3 separate regions of the Mus musculus genome follow, and regions 1 and 3 are each linked to region 2. The links are chromatin contacts, called in public promoter capture Hi-C maps. All regions are on one chromosome and are shown on one strand. The core of a region is the stretch at or near the end of the contact, and the rest is flanking DNA. Distances in the headings are between cores, read along the strand shown.

Evidence for each region. Promoter capture Hi-C pulls out the DNA fragments that hold promoters and counts their contacts.
Region 1: a promoter capture Hi-C map of pre-B cells shows a contact between it and region 2, with 10 times the contacts expected there. The contact joins the promoter of Stap1 here to the promoter of Mob1b in region 2. A contact is called at or near these places in 11 of 39 promoter capture datasets (the 3T3-L1 cell line, the HPC-7 cell line, hematopoietic stem and progenitor cells and 6 more), 3 of 484 Hi-C or Micro-C datasets (B cells, pre-B cells and uterus), 3 of 115 datasets of contacts at active chromatin or transcription factors (acute myeloid leukemia, astrocytes and large pre-B cells) and 1 of 9 other capture datasets (adipose tissue).
Region 3: a contact with region 2 is called in a promoter capture Hi-C map of pre-B cells. The contact joins the enhancer-like site here to the promoter of Mob1b in region 2. A contact is called at or near these places in 5 of 39 promoter capture datasets (the C10 cell line, cranial neural crest, embryonic stem cells and 2 more) and 1 of 9 other capture datasets (liver).

Annotation. Positions count from the first base shown.
Region 1 is chr5:86,070,253-86,074,006 of GRCm38.p6, forward strand. Stap1 (signal transducing adaptor family member 1) reads left to right here and starts at 1,494. Exons shown (of 9, transcript NM_019992.4): 1 at 1,494-1,705. The coding sequence starts at 1,586.
Region 2 is chr5:88,719,153-88,723,266 of GRCm38.p6, forward strand. Mob1b (MOB kinase activator 1B) reads left to right here and starts at 1,719. Exons shown (of 6, transcript NM_026735.2): 1 at 1,719-1,969. The coding sequence starts at 1,956.
Region 3 is chr5:86,097,216-86,101,379 of GRCm38.p6, forward strand. All of the region lies in intron 8 of Stap1 (signal transducing adaptor family member 1), which reads left to right. Among named protein-coding and RNA genes, the nearest start is that of Gm24524, 20 kb to the left of the region's middle. Within about 2 kb of position 1,961, at least 40 of the 459 cell types and tissues checked have an H3K27ac peak or open chromatin away from gene starts, as enhancers often do. A contact at or near this core is called in pre-B cells, where this site is marked.

The sequences.
Region 1 (3,754 bases), core at 244-2,743, 2.6 Mb before region 2:
CATATTGTGATGCATGTGAAGATAAATCAGTAAATAGTAAGGGCCAGAAATTTGGAAGTACCGGATGAGGACATTTCTATTCCTACTTTCTGGCTTAATCAGTATAATAAGTCAATAAAGTAATTCTTCCCAATAACAGATTTCACCAGGCTCTTGAAGGAGAAGTAAGAATTCACCAAGTAGATAACAAAAAGAAGGGTGTGGGAGCACACAGGAGGAGCTGTCAGAAGGAGGGCCAAGGGCTTTGAGACGTCGAGGAGCAAGTGTAAGGCCTAGAGCAGAAGGTACTTGCTGGGGAAGGGGCTTGGTTTCTTGCCAGTGCAATAAATAGTGTTCAATAAAAAATGAAAGGAAGAACCGCAGAATCTGTGAGGATCGATCAGACTGACCAAGAATGAAATTTTGAAATCTATAAGGTTTGGGGGAGATGACTGAAGAAGAAATATTTGATTCTTGGTACATTGAGGATTAATGTTATTTACAAATCAACAGTCCAAAAGAGTCTACCTGGTTTGATGAACTAGATTTAATTTAATTAATTTATTTATTTGTGCATTTACTTATTTATTTATTGCTTACTTTTTAAAATGGTAAAAAGACAAAATTAAGCAGATGTTTAATTAACATAAATATTTCTCTCTGGGCTCAGGACACTAAGGGACATACTACCAAATTCGTTGCTTGAGCCCCCACATATTAGAAGAGAACCGATTGCTACAAATTGTCCTCTAAGTTCCACATGTGCACTGTAACATGTGCACACTTGAACCTACCTGAATATTAGCACACACAAACACACACACACACATGCACAGCCCTACACACACACACACACAAAGTAAATGTCAAAACATCAAAAATATTCTTTTCTGTATTTTTCTGTAAGTCATCTTTCTCTTCTAAAGCTCTCTGGCAACAGCTAGGTATGATGACATAAATCTTTAAGCCCAACACTTTGGAGGCAGAAGCAAGTAGACCTCTGTGAGTCTGAGACCAGCCTGGTCTACACAGTAGAATTTCAGGCTATCCACGGCTACAAAAATGAGACCATATTTTCAATAAAAAAAAAAAAAAAACACTATTGGATATATAGCCAATAGGATCAATACAAAAATATTCAATGAAGAATTTTTTTAATGGATACAGTTTATTTAAGTCACATATCTTCGAAATAAAGGCAGAGAACAATCAACAAAAATGAAAGCTGGAAAAGCTAAGTGTGTCGTTGGTGTTGCTCCAAAAGTCTCGCACCTGCTCCTTTCATCATTAGGAGATGGTAATCTGCTGTTTATTTTGTTACCATCAACCTAAGCACATGAAGTTTACACAGCAGACGCCTTTTAAAAGTTGGTCTGTGCCTGATCTTTTTTACTTCACAATAACTGAAGGAGGGAAAGTGTGTGTGTGTGTGTGTGTGTGTGTGTGTGTGTGTGTGTGTGTGTGCTGTTGGTGGAAGGGTTGGTGGTTAAAAAGCGAGTTGAGACTTCCTCTTTGAACAGTTGCCTCTCCTCTCAACACTACGGAGATTTCGGTTTTTTTGAGGCTGGATAGAACTGAAAGCAAGCCAAACTCCAAAGCAAAGGCTATGATGGCGAAAAAGCCCCCGAAACCTGCCCCTCGCAGGATCTTCCAGGAAAGACTGAAGATCACTGCTCTGCCCCTGTACTTTGAAGGATTTTTACTGGTCAAACGGTCTGATCACCAGGTAAGTGTGTAGACAATAATTGTAACCCTGAACATTGGCACTTATCATAAAACTTATGTCATGGCAACACGATGCGATGAAGCCTCCTCGTTTCTGTTTGGGTTATACTGTCTTCCTTGAGTTAGAAGAATGATTCTCACTTTGAATTAATGCACAGCTTTACACACACACACACACACACACACACACACACATATGTATTGTAAGGTTTCTAATATTTAGCCATAATCTAAAAATGCAGTGAAATTTCCAAAAGAGTCTTTTAAGCATCCCAGAAGATTTTGGCTTTAAAGATGAGAGTTTTATATGTTTTATAAGCATAGCTGACTGCTATGCTTCGGTGGTGAGGAACCGCATGATGTTGAGGGGATTTAATGAGAGATAACAACCTACTTCTACTCTGGTTACAATGAGCCTTATAATGACCACGTTGTAAGAAATGATAAACTTCCATAAGATTGTGAAAATTTGATATTGACTTAATATTGTTTCATTACACAATCTGAAAATACTGTTCACAATGCTTATTTTAAAAGAATATTTAAGGTGTTATTGTAACTAGTGAACACATTAGGGTTTTTTTTTTTCAAAAGTACATTTGCTCTAAGAAAACTCATGAAGTATTTCACATACTTTTTATGTAAAATCTTAAACTACAGTTATAAAAGTGTATTTGCCTTTAAAGTTGTAATTGTGGACAACATAAAATTGATTAAGGAAGTACGAAATTATGAAATTATGTTACTAAAGAAGTAAAGAAGCCACTAGTGTAGGTATGGCATTTTCATATTGACTGAAGTTAGCAAGGTTTTAAATGTTTTCAGAAGTAGCAGTGGGTGTTCAATGAAAATGATAAGGCAAGGTTCAGAGGAGTCGATAACAGTCATGGAAAAGTTCTAAATGTGAAAATACTCTACTTGTAAGCTCATTTGCCATTTGAAAGTCAGATTGTGACTCTTGCCGTGGCTGTTAAATTTGCAAATTTAAAATAGTAAATTGGCAAACTATATTCAAATGTTGTTGTTGTTGCTGCTGCTGTTATTGAGTCTTCACAGGTCTACAAGGTTTTTACTTCACCAGAAGTGTGCAACACCTAGAAGTAAATTTCTAGGTGGTAATTTAGATTTGGTCTTTCTCTGATTCTCTTCCCAAAGTGTTTATAGTAACTGGGTCTATTACCAAGATCCTTCAGCTGTTTAAAGAAGCCATGTGGTGGCACGCTTAGCAGGAGAAAAAAAAATCCCATGTGGTGGCACGCTTAGCAGGAAAAAAAAAAAATCCACAATTTTAGAATACCAGTAAACCATGTCTTCACTTGATAGTTCTTCTACATACAACTCATGACCTTAGGAAAATTCTTCCACCCCCTGAACTCAGTTTATTCAACTGTTAAAAAAAAAAAGTAGCCAAAGGATACTACTTGCTGTGATGTAATATATTATTATTTATGTTGTACTCTTCATTATGTCTGGGATAAGCAAATGCAGTGCTGAATCAAGTTGTGTTTCAAGCAACATTGATCTTACACGTTGCACTCAACAAACGTTAAAAGAGGCTTAGCTCGGTGGGAGTTATGACTTTGCTCTTTTTATCTAACTCCTCTTCTGGTTTTGCTTAGAAAGCATGTTTTAAAATAGGATGAATTATGAGGATTAGGGATATATAGCTAAAGGTAACACATTCTCGAAGAGGCATTAGGTCCTGAGTTCAGCCCGACCGAGGTAATGTAAATAATGGTGAAACGCGTGTATATGAGAAAGCCAGTTTCTTTTCCCATTTGAATTTATTTCCAAGTTTCTTTCTCTCATGTGTCAATCAAAGAGGAACCAGAGGGTGACAATGACAACATAAAGGGTGGCTGGAAAGATGAAAACCGTAACTACAGGCTTCATTCGCACTTCAGAGTCATTTTCTTCTGGTTTACATAGATGTTTGCTAGTGTCCTAAAGTCAGGTTGAGGTCTACAAGTAAAATTGCTCAAAGGAACACCACAGGGCTCAAAGATTTAAATAGAGAAGCAATGAGAAAAACGCTAAGGGAAATAAGTGG
Region 2 (4,114 bases), core at 469-2,968:
AACCCCAAAAAACCAAACAAACCACAAACCAATCAAAAGATTTTAAAATATCAAAAGCTTTACTATACTGTTTCTCTGAGCCAGTGTCTGGAAATACAGTCTCAGGCCGGTCTTAAACTAATTCTCCTGTCTCGGTAGCCTTCTTTTCTAAGCACACAGCCATGTCTGGCTGCCAGAACTACAGTTAAGAGTGGGTGAGACTGGGGCTCTGACTTGCTCCTTCAACTACTCTTCCTCAAATAGTTTCTAACCTGGTGAGGTAAATCTCGCCTTTGGAAGACCTTTATGGAATTATATATGGTATAGTAAGTAGTATTATATCAAGATTTGAATATAAGGCTTTTACATCACCAACTTACTGTTTTTTTATCATAGTAAATCCTTTTGCTGTCTGTTTTATTTTTTTTATTTTTGATTTTTTTAGACAGCAGCTCACTATGTTATTTCTGGTTGGCTTGGAATTCCATATGTAAATCAGGCTGGCCTTAGACTCACACAGATCTGCCTACCTCTGCCTTCCCAGTTCTGGGCTTAAAGGCTTTTGAAGCTGTCTTTTCACGTTATTATTTGCTGTTCCTGAGATAATAGAAGGTTCGGGTTTCTTGCATTTAGGTTTTTAAAACCATTTAGCCAACGCGGCTGACTACTGGTGTAGAAATGAAATCGGATAAATTGAATATTTGCATCACTTTCAGGAATCCTCTGTCTTTTGGAACGCTAAGCTCAAGTTGGGCTACTATCTGCACACTGTTCCACTTAAATTCCTCGATTCAGCATCAGGTGCGAGTAAAGAATACCACTGTCTCCTATGGTAAAAACAAACAAACAAACAAACAAACACACAAACAAACAACTTCCTGTGCTGTCTTGGCTTACTCCAAACTTGTGATCCTTTTGCCTCCATCTCTGAGGTATAGCGATTCAGGCAAGCACCACCACGCACTATCTATTTATTTAATTTGTGTGGAAATGAGAGGACAACTTGTGGGAACTGGTTCTCTTTACCGCGTGGGTTCCAGGCGATCAGGCTTGGTGGCAAGTTCCTTTACTGGCTGAATCATCTCAGGAGCCATCAAACAGTCTTTAAACATAAAGCTTTGCCCTCAGCCTCTTAAGCAGGTGAGAACTAAAGTTCCTTCGAGCGCCTGGCTGAATAATTCCCAGCGTTTTGGGCATCAGTTCTTCGAAGGGACTCCACAACTAGTTAATCCGTATGGCCATGGATAACCAGCGTCCCTGCCTCAGGGAATCTGGTCCTCAGCTCTCCTGGGCTCCCTCCGTTTCCCTAGACAGCTAGCTTGTTCAAATAAAGATCTTACCTCCTAAAACATTTATTTCCCTTTCCCAAAATTCCATCTCCCCCCAAGTCGTTACAAGCAGAAAAACTTTTTTTTTTTTTTTTTAAGTGCGGGCGGCGTAGAGGGACTGGGGATGTGGCTCTCAGTTCGTGGGGTGCTTGCCTAAATCAGAGCACAGAAAGCGAGTCCAAGGCCTTCCGCTGTCCTCTCTGATGGCGACTCCCTCCCTATCCATGAGACCCAGGCGTCCTGGAACGGAGGTCCACTTCCCCGCTGGGCTCCGAACCCCCCAGGTCACGTGCTCGGGCAAGCTCTCAGCTGGACTGTGCGGGAGGCAGAGGTGACCCGAAGGTAATCCTAATGTGGGCGGGGCGCCAGAGCTCGCTCTCGCGAGACTTCGGCGCGGGAGCGCGGGGCTGCGAGGAGGACGCGGCGGGCGGTGCTTCCTCGGCCGCTCTGCTTCCAGTCCGGTGAGCCTGCCGAGTCCTGGCCTTCCACTTCCGCCCCTCAGCCGGCCGCGGCAAGTAGCGAAGCCGGAGAAGTCGCGGCCGCTCCGCCGCCGGCGCGCGTCCTTCCCCCTCCGCCACCTTTTCTCTGATTCAAGCCCGCCGCCCCAGGCTTCGCTCAGCCGAGCCCGCAGCCCACGCCGCGGCCGACATGAGCTTCTTGTTGTAAGTAGTCCAGTAGCGCCGGCTTTGTTCCGCCGCCCCCTGGGCCCCGGGCTCCAGAGGCCCCGACCTCGGGGTGCTGGCCGGCCCTGCCTCCTCGTCCTCCGGGTGCTCTCGGGGCCCTGCCTCCTCGTCCTCCTGGTGCTGCCCGGCCCTTGCCTCCCCATCTTCCTGGTGCTGTCGGGGAGCCTTGCCTCTCCATCCTCCTGGTGTTGCCGGTCCCTGCCTTCTAGTCTTCCGTACTGCCTGGCTCTGCCTCCCCGTCCTCCTGGTGCTGCCCGGCTCTGCCTCCCCGTCCTCCTGGTGCTGCCCGGCTCTGCCTCCCCGTCCTCCTAGTGCTGCCCGGCTCTGCCTCCCCGTCCTCCTGGTGCTGCCCGACCCAGCCTCCCCGTCCTCCTGGTGCTGCCCGGCTCTGCCTCCCCGTCCTCCTGGTGCTGCCCGGCTCTGCCTCTCCGTCCTCCTGGTGCTGCCCGGCCCTGCTTCCCCGTCCTCCTGCTATTGCCGAGCCCCGCCTCTCCGTCCTCCGAGTGCTGCCCGGCCCTGCTTCCCTGTCCTCCGTGTGCTGCCCGGCCCTGCCTCCCGGTCCTCTTGGTGCTGCCCAGCCCTTCCTCCCCGTCCTCCTGCTATTGCCGGGCCCTGCTTCTGCGTCCTCCGGGTGCTGCCCGGCCCTGTTTCCCCGTCCTCCGTGTGCTGCCCGGCTCTGCCTCCCGGTCCTCCTGGTGCTGCCCGGTCCTTCCTCCCCGTCCTCCGGGTGCTGTCTGGGAGCCCTGCCTCCCTGTCCTCCTTGTGTTGCCCGTCCCTGCCTTCTAGTCCTCGGTGCTGCCCGGCTCTGCTTCCCTGTCTTGGAGCTGCCCTTCCCCGTCTCCCCTTCCTCCTGGTGCTTGCTCTCAGGGCCGTGCCTCCTTGTCCTCCTGGTGCTGTCGGACCCTGCCTTTCCATCCTCCTGGTGCTGTCAGAGGGCGGGGGTGGGGGGAACACTGCTCCCTACCCTCATGTTCTGTTGGGGTGCCCTGCCTCCCTGTCCACTTGGTGCTGTCGGGGTGGGGTTGGGGGTGCTGGCTGCTTCTCAGGTCCCAGTGTGCTACCTGGGTCATGGACCCCAGTGTCTATTTCTGCATTTCTCTACCTGGCTCCATCTTCGCTTGCCTGCCTGCTTGTCTCCACCTCTGTCTCTTGTCCTTTTGTCTCTTTCTCTTGATAGAGATATGTGTGTTTGCAAGCTCACCTCCCACTCGTGTGTGCATGTGTGTACTTCCATGCTTACCTCCCACCCCACTCTCCTGACTGTCATCCAACACTTGCCAGGTCTCCCGGCTCAGTGCCAGCTGCCCGTTGCTGTTTTCTGAGTCCCAAGCCTGGAAGATGGATTGTTCTTATCTGACTACTCAGACCCCTTTTACATCTTTGTTAGGTCTTAGGGTTGAGAAAGGGAGAGAGCCAAGTTCCATAGAGGGGATTTCAAAACAGGGTTGCTTGAGGGTCTGGGGACTCTAGCACCCTGCTTCTTGCAGTGCTTTCTTGATTTGTAGAGGTTGTATTTTTTCATTCACCTTCCAGATAGGATGTGGGTATTGTTCTCAGGGTTGATTTAGGTCCACTGGGCTGTAGTTCTCCAGTCGTCTGCTAAGACCAACTTCAGTGTTACATTTAGTGCTGGGTGTTATTTTACTCCCCGTGTATTTCAGACCAGTTTGAGGTGAGGGTGGGGATCAGAGCACAAAAGTAAGACAGAAAGGGCTTGGAGCTTCAGGTCCTTGAGGTTACACTGAAGAGGAACTCTTTTGAAAGCTTTCTCAGAGTCACCCAGGTGCTCAGAATTCTAATTTAAAACCAAAATAAAAACAAACCCTTCAGCGTTGTAATCTACCTCATAAATGCTCTTTTATTGTTGTGGAGCAAACAGAATTTAGCCATTTTTTTCTGTTCAGATTCTCTTTCCCCACCCCCATAGTTTCAGTCACTACATTGGTAGCACCCCTATTTCCACATGCTCATAGCTAGGGTACCATTTCTTTTTAGGGTGTTGGGGCAAAGCTGAACACGATGAAAAGCCCTGGACACATTTTTCTCCTAGGCACAGGGTCTGGCTTGTGTCAGCCTGCCTAATACCTTGAACTCAATAGTAAATTTATTCTAGGGCTGATCCTG
Region 3 (4,164 bases), core at 711-3,210, 2.6 Mb before region 2:
GGCTCCTTTCACATTCTAGTTTTTGGCACAGCATGGCAGACTAGACATGATCATTTGCCCTGTTCTATCAATAGTCTACATGTGGTCCCTAGCCAAGCTCTAAGCAGGAGAGGTGAACTGTCTCTAGCTAGTTTGGGTTTCATTCCTCAATAGAGTTTCTTTTCCTACACATCACAAAGGAAAACAGCTTTGTCTACCAGCACTAGAGGCATCTCTGGAATGACTAATTAAAGGAGCAGCAGGTTTAAAAAGTTCTTAAAATATCACTGTTAATCTCTGGATGTTACATAACAATACAAAAATCCCAGAGAACCAAATAACCCTATTAAAGATGGGGTACAGAGCTTACAAAGAATTCTCAACTGAGGAATACCGAACAGCTGAGAAGCACCTAAGTAAATGTTCAACATCCTTAGTCATCAGGGAAACGTAAATCAAAATAACCCTGAGATTCCACCCGACCCCAGTCAGAATGGCTAAGATCAAAAACTGAGGGAAAAAAAAAAAAGAGCTGGGCAGTGGTGGTGCACGCCTTTAATCCCAGCACTTGGGAGGCAGAGGCAGAGGCAGAGGCAGGCGGATTTCTGAGCTCCAGAGGCCAGCCTGGTCTACAGAGTGAGTTCCAGGACAGCCAGGGCTACACAGAGAAACCCTGTCTTGAAAAACAAACAAACAAACAAACAAACAAACAAACAAACAAACAAACCACCTCAGGTGACAGCAGATGCTGGTGAGGATGTGGAGGAAGAGGAACACTCCTCCATTGCTGGTGGGATTGCAAGCTGGTACAACCACTCTGGAAATCAGTTTGGCAGTTCCTCAGAAAATTGAACATAGTACTACCTGAGGACCCAGCTATACCATTCCTGGGCATATACCTAGAAGATGCTCCAACATGTAATAAGGACACATGCTCCACCATGTTCATATCACCTTTATTTATAACAGCCAGAATCTGGAAAACACCCAAATGTCCTTCAACAGAGGAAAGGATACAGAAAATGTGGTACATTTATACAATGGAGTAAGTACTACTCAACTATTAAAAATGATGAGTTCTTAGACAAATGGATGGAACTAGAAAATATCCTGAGTGAGGTAACCCAAATCCAAAAGAACACACATGGTATGCACTCACTGATAAGTGGATATTAGCCCAAAAGCTCAGAATATCCAAGATACAATTTGTAAAACACATGAAACTCAAGAAGAAGGAAGACCAAAGTGTGGATACTTTGGTCCTTCTTGGAAGGGGGAACAAAATACTCTTGGGAGGAGATATAGAGACAAAGTTTGGGGCAGAAACTGAAGGAAAGGCCATCCAGTGACTGCTCCACCTGGGGATCCATCCCATATACAGTTACCAAACCCAGACACTATTGTGGATGCCAACAAGTGTTTGCTGACAGGAGCCTGATGTAGCTGTCTCCTGAGAGGCTCTGTCAGAGCCTGACAAATATAGAAGCAGAGGCTCAGAGCCACAGGGTCCCCAATGAAGGAGTTAAGAGAAAGGACCCAAGAAGCTGAAGGGGTTTGCAGCCCCATAGAAGGAACAACAATATGAACCAACCAATACCTCCCCAGACCCCAGGGACTAAACCACCAACCAAAGGGTACACATGGAGGGACCCATGGCTCCAGCTGCATATGTAGCAGAGGATGGCCTTGTGGGACACCAATGAGAGGAGAGGTCTTTGGCCTTGTGAAGGCTCAGTGCTCCAGTGTAGGGGAGTGCCAGGACAGGGAAGCAGGAGTGGGTGGGTTAGTAAGCAGGGGATGGGGGATAAGATAGGGAGTTTTCAGAGGAGAAGTGAGGAAAGAGGATAAAATTTGAAATGTTAATAAAGAAAATATCTAATAAAAAATACAAAAACCATATAAGAGCTCAGTCCGAAGGAGATTAGGAAAGGGATCAAGTGTGATCTTAGTCTGTGTAGGGTCCTCCTCTGTACATTCAGCAGAGGAAGTGTCTCTAAGTTGTGGTCACACAGTGTGCTTGGCAACCTCTATTATGTGCAGCAGTTTACTGGGGTTTTGTTCTAAAAAAAGAATTCTTCCTCCAGTCTAAAACATTCCTTCATCTTCGGCCATATGAATCTAGTTTTAGGCTTGGAGTTTTATACCATTAAAATAACCACAGCACTTCCTCGTAGTGTTTTTATCTGCTCTTTGAGTTGCTGGTTCCCAGAGCCCACTTTCCTCTCATCTGACCTTCTCTGCAGGTTTTCTAGCCTCTGAAAACCTCTCATAGCCTATGATCCCAAGCACAACACATAACTACACATAAAGTCAACATAATGGGCTGTTTGATATGTATGCAGGAAAACACACCTACGAGCTCTATGAGAGAATGAGTTCTTAGAATAACATTTCCCCAGTCCCTTAGGATTTCTTAAAATAAAAGTTGGGGTGGGTAGAAAATCCAATGTAACTTTCTTCCCCTCTGAACACAAGTTTATTTGTTAGCTATCCAGCCCTGTAAAATAAACTGCCTCCATGGTGGTTAAATCAACTATTATGTATTGTTCTGCGGGTCAGAAAATTGGATTGGATTCAGTTGGACAATTTTTCTAGTCTCACTTTGTCACTCGCATGTGCTCCAGCTTGATAGGAGGTTTAGGCTGAGACCTTCCACCACCCTAGTGCTTGCACTACAGACACATACCACCACACCTGGCTTGAGAGATTTTTCTGTAGGATTCATGGTGTGGTAGACATCTTTAGCTCTAGAAAGCTTTAGCTTCCCTAGTGTGCATGTACTCTCACTGAGTGGAGTGGCCAAAACCTCCCTCCCGTCCTTGCTCTCAGCTTTAGGGGAAAAAACTTCCATCTTTCATTACTATGTATAATATTGTGTTGTTTTTGTTTTGTTTTGTTTTGTCTTAATTCAGAATGAAAGAAGTTCCCTTTACAATTACTACTTTTTTTTTTTTTTTGGAATGGCATTTTACTCAGATATCATGGATAGATGCCGAGTTTTGTGAACTTTTTTTGCATATTTTGTATATGATCATAGTTTTTCCTTAGTTGGTTAATATGGTGTTTTTACTGTTTATACATACACACATACATACATAGTTTCTACTGTTGATCAGATCATTCAGTGAACCCACTTATAGTGTATCAGGTGTTGGATTTGCCTAATATGCAAAAATGTGCTTGCTTATGAGAAATATTGTGTTTTTACTAAGTGAATTCACTTCTCACAGTTTACCTTCTAGGTTTCAGTATGGTTTTGATTCCGTCTTAGACTGCAGAGCTTTATCCTTGGGCTAGGGAGCATAGGTCAGACAAAGATCCTGCATGTATTCCCCAAACACTCTCCCCTCAAGTTAAAAACAAACGTAGCTGTAGCTGTTCTAAAGTCCATATGATAATTCCAACATTTTGTTGCTTTCCTATTGACCTCTGTGGTTTTCTCAGGAGAATCAGAGGACTGGTCATATTTCTCTAGTTTTTTTGTGAAACAAAATATTACCTTTTTTTTTTCCCAAATAATTCTGGGTTTCAGTTTGGGCCTTTTGAGTATTACTGCACTGAGTCTTTACATCCGTCTAAAGCCTCTGTAGCACTTCCTTGTTTTAAGCAGACATGATTGCTGCTAGGGTGAAGCAGTTGTTTCAACTGCTGTGGGAAGAAGCTCCGAGCCAGTTTCCTTTGTCTTACTGCTTTGGGTTTGTACACCTCAAGATGTTGTCCTACCTGTTGGGCAATGGTCCACACCACAGCTTAGTTCTCAGAGCCTTCGATGCAACTCATTGTCAGAAGTCACTCATCAGCTAGAGGACATTTAGTCTGCTTTTATTTCCTAGCCATTGTGACCAGGGCAGCAATGACATGGCTGAGCAAGTATCTCTGGAAAGGATAGCTGAGTCAGTCATATGGTAGACTTATTTTTAGCTTTTTGAGTAATCTCTACTGATAGTATCTAGCTGATAAAGAATCTCTCCTACTCTGGGCTTCTTCTTTACGACTGCTTCTTTTGCCATAGAAACTTTTTAGTTTTATGAAGTTCCATTTGTCATTTGTTGGCATTATTTCTTCAGTGAATGGAATTACTATTCAGAAAGTTCTTTCTTACACCTGTAACTTGTAGGGCTCTGTATATATTTCCTTCTAGCAGTCTCAGTATGTGGGGGTTTTACATAGAAATCTTTGGCCTAT